Linked DNA regions of Mus musculus: region 1 is linked to region 2. Evidence: chromatin contacts called from public Hi-C data. All regions are on one chromosome and are shown on one strand. The core of a region is the stretch at or near the end of the contact, and the rest is flanking DNA. Distances in the headings are between cores, read along the strand shown. Region 1 holds the start of Cblb (Casitas B-lineage lymphoma b). Region 2 has its middle 340 kb from the start of Gm32431.

The links. Hi-C and Micro-C count contacts between places; a contact is called where the count stands out from the background.
Region 1: a Hi-C map of the N1E-115 cell line shows a contact between it and region 2, with 3 times the contacts expected there. The contact joins the promoter of Cblb here to the enhancer-like site in region 2. A contact is called at or near these places in 3 of 39 promoter capture datasets (cranial neural crest, frontonasal cranial neural crest and hippocampal neurons), 1 of 484 Hi-C or Micro-C datasets (the N1E-115 cell line) and 2 of 115 datasets of contacts at active chromatin or transcription factors (bone marrow-derived macrophages and large pre-B cells).

Annotation. Positions count from the first base shown.
Region 1 is chr16:52,030,266-52,032,965 of GRCm38.p6, reverse strand. It overlaps Cblb (Casitas B-lineage lymphoma b), which reads right to left and starts at 1,417. Exons shown (of 18, transcript NM_001033238.1): 1 at 1,281-1,417.
Region 2 is chr16:51,385,755-51,388,460 of GRCm38.p6, reverse strand. No RefSeq gene overlaps it. Among named protein-coding and RNA genes, the nearest start is that of Gm32431, 340 kb to the right of the region's middle. Within about 2 kb of position 1,415, at least 2 of the 459 cell types and tissues checked have an H3K27ac peak or open chromatin away from gene starts, as enhancers often do. A contact at or near this core is called in the N1E-115 cell line, where this site is marked.

The DNA of each region.
Region 1 (2,700 bases), core at 168-2,667, 640 kb before region 2:
TATGAAAGTATTTCCCCAACAGGAACCTGAACTGAACAGGCTCACTTGTACCCATTAATGATATTCTCCGCTGTCTCTGTGACAAAGCCCAGGGTCCCAGATTCAACTTTTTAGTAACCCTGAGTAAGGGCATCCTCCAAGTTAGGAGCCATGACACAAGATTTGCTCTTACAATACTAAAAGTTAAAGATGCATCCTCTGCCCGTGTTCTATGAAGCTACAGCTCAACATCATCAACAAAACAACTTTTAACAGGTAAGAACACAATGTCGTCCCCCCCCCCCCTTCTGCTGTAATCCAGATTCGAAATACTAGAGCTGCAACTCCTAAAATTCACGTTGGGAGCCTCACTTCAGTAGCCTCCTTCACGCTGTTTGATTTCGCCAAGTTATTACATAAATGCAAAGTACTCCACACACGCAAAAGGGACACGTCTCTTGTCAACAAAGGCGGAGGACTTGGATACCCCCCCCGCGCGCCCCGCGCGCGCGCGTCCCCTCTCCATTCCCCCAACACCCCCCCCCCCCGCAAAAGCCAGCAGCTGCGGACACACAAATAGTTCTTTAAAGCAGTGAGGTGAGTAGTTTTTCCCTAGAGCCAAATAAACAAACCAACAAGCAACCCCTTCTTAAAAAGCGGTGAGAACCCGGCAAGGGCGGGCACGCACCGCGGAGTTCACTTCTCCGGTGGTCCCTCTTCTGCCTACCCGGTATCAAGTGGTCCAAAGCTTTGTTTCAGAACGTCTGTACCCTTTCCAGGCTCGGGCCTCTAGCCCGCCACTCAGGGGTCTGGGAAAGAGACGAGGAACTCAGCAAAGATAAAGTAGCCCTAGACCCCGTCCTGGCTTCCCAATCCCACAGCCTGCCCGATCTAGCGCCAGTAGCACGCACCTCCCACCGGCGGCGATCAGCCAGAGTCCGCTCCCTCCCGGGCCCCGGGCCAGCCAGGGACTGCTGTTTAAATCCCCACTTGGCTCAGGCCCGCAGCGGCGACAGCAGCTGGAAGCTAGGGCTGTCCCCTCTCCCTGATGGCCCGCGCCCAGCTGCAGGGCCCCCGAGCCAGCAAGAGACGTCCAACCCCGGGATGACCCATTCCTTCCTCTACTCGGGTCACCGCGGCCGTCCCGAGCCACGCGTGATCGCGGGTCCCACTCCACACACACACGCTGCCCTGGCTGGGGTGGCTCGGGTGGGGACTCTGTGGAATCGCCCTAGGAGAGCGCTCCGGGGAAGGAGCCACCGAGATCTAGGAACACCGAGACGCGGGGACGCGGCAATTACCGTGCAAAAAGCTCCACGCCCGCCCGGCAGTCCCGCGCCACACTCGGGAGGCCGCCGCAGCGCCCGCCGGAGGAGGAGACCACTCACTGGCCACCCCACCCCTGAGCCATCCCCGGAGACCAAGGCGTGGGGCGGAGCTAAGGCGGAGCCTTGAGTCTTCGAACCAATCCTGAGAGGCTGCTTTCTGCCAGACAGCGGGCGGAGCCAATGGGCGGGACGAGACGCTCCTCCCGCGCTACCCCCCAGTCCACGTCCTCCACGGTACACAATGGCCCCAGAGGAAGGCCCACTCCACTGCGTCCCACTTGGAGAAGAACTCGTTGGGAAATGGACCTAGGCTAGCCTGGAACAAAAGTGGAACGAGGAAAGGAACTGAAAAAGTAGCAGCAAGGCGCCGGGGAGCTAACCAATGAGGGGTGCGCAGGTGGGCGTGAGCGCCCCGAGCGGGAGTCTAAGCCAACTGGGGCTAAAAGGCGGGACTTCCTGCCTCACTCACCTTCCTAGTCTTTGTTTCATAGCAACAGAGTAGAGGCTGCCAGGGTGGTGCTGCTTTTCAGCTCTGGGCGGGTCCCAGGCTTAAGAAATTCATCTCCCTAGGGCTGCCAAACTGCTACCCAGGAGAGCAGCCAAATAGGTCCAAGACCATGTTTCTTGTTGACTGTCAAATAAAGAGCAGCAGTCCCATAGCTCCTAAGATGAAGGTTACCCTCACATAGAGTAGGCTAGGAGTAAAACCCGAGTGCCAACTAAAACTTCCTAAATTTCTGAAATGTTTCCCTTTTACTATTAGTTCTAGAAGGATTCCAGATCAAACATCAGGCTGATGAGAAAGCAAATACTTGACAACTCTCAGCTAAATAGTCTCTGTAAATCGTCCCAGGACAGTAAAAACTCCACACAATGGGGATTACTAATCTGTTTGACACCTTTATATTCCAAACAAGTTTTCCCCTGGATTCCAGTAAAGAACTCTGCTGTTGGATTTTTGCCAGAGTCACTTTTCTTCTATGTAGATGAATCTTCATTTTAATGACAACCCTGTTTCTGCCATCCTCTTCCAGTGTTCGTCTCTTTCTGGGCTCCGTCCTTGATAGCCGTGTAAAAGAAAACAGTCTGGTAACGCTTACAGTGAAATGCCAGGGCCCTTCTGTCATCAGAATCACACATTAGACAAGTTCCATGATTCTCTCTATTTGGTTCACCATGCTCGTACCATTTGCCCCAGGTTTACATACCTGGGAGTGATTTCCTCTGTCATTGGTAGTATGGATACACCTCACACCTTGAGCTCCTGGGTGTAATACTTTGCACTTTTTAAAAATGTCATACGTGCATACATGCATAAGCATACATATGTACATACATACATACATACATATAAGCATTTTCTAACCAACTATCCTGATAAATGTGTCTCAGT
Region 2 (2,706 bases), core at 166-2,665:
CATGAAGCAACTGCTGATCCATAAAGAATAAAAGATGTTTTAGTCTTTTGAACATCCCTTCAAATTTACCATCAAATAAACACTACAAATAGGTTTGTACCCAATAATATATAATAACTACTGAAAATGTTCAAATCTATGAGCAATCAAAACAAAAATAGTTTCTAGAGCATTTCCACTTGGCTTTTGTTACTGTTTTGGCTTCCGTGTCTTACACAAGCAATGTTGCTTGTAAGTCACTCCACAAATAGTGAAAAACAACATATGATGTGAATATTCAGTCAGTAGTGGTCCACACTACTGTTTTGCAAAACTTTCTCTATACATAGTTAAATACATTCAAAATGGGACAAAACTCTTGGAAATATATTTGGACAATGAGTGAGGCAGATTCTTACACATAGCAAAGGGAACACTCAAAGCACAGATCTCTTCCACCATTGTGTTCTGATGATAACCACTCTTCTTGATGTGGTAGATCAATAATTTAAAGACTAATAATCAATGAGGGCATTTGATAACATGATTTTACTCATATTTCTGCTTTTGGAGAAAAGAAACAACACCTTTAAAAACACATACTGAAAAACATATGGACATGATTACACTCAAGATCTGAATAGTTGTTCAAGCCCCTGTGGTTGGGAAATGTGAAGAATTTAATAGCCTTTATTGGAAATTCTTGCTGAATAAAATGAGCTATCTTTGCCTATTCAGATAGTTTTTAATTTAATTAAATGAAGCAAGATAGGAATGCATCAACTACATTCAGTTCCTGGATGGTAGGTAATACCCCTGGGCAAACCTTTAGAATACACTTGTTTCCATGGTAGCTAAGCTTCTTGAAATTATGCGAGAATATTTAGGGAAAAATACAATAGTTTTAAAATAGCATACCAAGGAAATAGGGTTTTTTACACTGTTATCAATGACTGTAAAAACCCACAGCTTAATATGTTCAAAATAGAAACGGCAGGGGCTTTTGGCAACTTTCAGCGACAAAAATCATCTGTTACACTGGATGTCACAAGTTAAGGAAGAACAAACATAAAGGTGCAGCTGTTATATTGTTCACGTATTTCCAATATAGTCAATAGGGTGAGGAATCACAGTCCACAGTTCCCTCAAACTAGTAACTTTCAACTTTTACATTTAACTCACATTACTCTTCTAGCTACTTTTTTGTTTTTAATTGGCAAATAAAATTGGTATTTTAATGTATATTTTATAGAGATCAACATCAAGCTAATTAACATACATGGTACCCCATACATTTATTTAAAATTGTCCTTCTTAGCAACTTCTAAGCATAGAGTGTATGCTTCATTGTCCCCACCCTTCTGTATAATATATTACTTGATGATATTCCTTACCATGCCTTTCCTACAGCCTGTGGACCGCATCTCACACACCTCTGAATGAGAAATCTAACCCCTTCTTCAAACCTTACAATTTATACTAAAAAAACAAAACAAACAAACAAACAAACCTGTTTAAACGTTCATTAATGAATTACTAGACATGTAATGCAATCCCTACAAAAGGGTAGACAATCACATATTATACTTCAGAAAACCCTGCTTTGATACGCAGAGCTGGAAAAACCACTTCAGATTCAGATCTAGCCATGTACTAAACACAAGGAGGGATCTTTTTAAGGTTCCCTAATATGACTGGAAAAATCCCTCCCAAGAGAAACACAACAGTCTTGGACATATTTCCTGAGTTTCATTAACAAGGGGCCATTAAACTCATGTTGCAGAAAGGAAGACAGAAATGTCACTAGGACTAACGCTGTCACACATAATTTATTGTCTGTTCTTCAGCTTCCAAAGACAATAAGAGATAAGCTCTCTTTTCATTGAGCCCATTCAATTTCCCCCAAATCATTCACTATCCCTATTAAATGGTTCAAAGACGTTTCTGTCCTCTCCACAATGAATAGTATTTTAGTTTTAATCATCTGATCCTTCTTTGGGTTTTATATTTTGTATGACTCTTGTACTGATGCAGATGAATAAATCCATATGCCTATTCTTCTGTTAACATGATTACTGCCAGCTCATTTCAGCGTGCGTCCAGAGAGTTTAAACGAGATTGCCATCAACCTTGAAATACTTGTCAAGTTTTGGAGAAAATATAATTAAATAAATGACAGTATTAGGTTAGGTCCTATGCAGGAGGAAAGATAAGAATAAACAATGGCTCTCACTCAGATGAAAGATGAAAGTTACAGTCTATTCAAGAAAACAATGCACACATTCAAGTAACTGCTCATGGATAGTTTTCCAAAGATCTTCAATCATTGACTTCTGTGTTTAAAGTGAAAGAGAGACAGAGAGAGAGAGAGAGGAGAGAGAAAGGAGAGAGATAGAGAGAGAGAGAGAGAGAGAGAGAGAGAGAGAGAGAGAGACTTTGTACTTCTATTTCTCTGTGTTTGAGAGAATGTGAGTCTGTCTCTCTATTTCTGTTTGTCTCTGTCTCTCTGTGTTTCTCTCTCTGCATGTGTGTGTGTGTGTGTGTGTGTTGGTGTGTATGTGTGTGTGTGTGTGTGTATGTGTGTGTGTGTATGTGTTTATTAAAATCCACCAGTAATCTTACAAATTACCAGTAAGGAAATGGCATAAAAGATCCACCTATCATCCCTCTGCCTCATAGGTATATCTTGGCAGCTTTGACTAGTTGACATTTATAAGCATTTTGAAG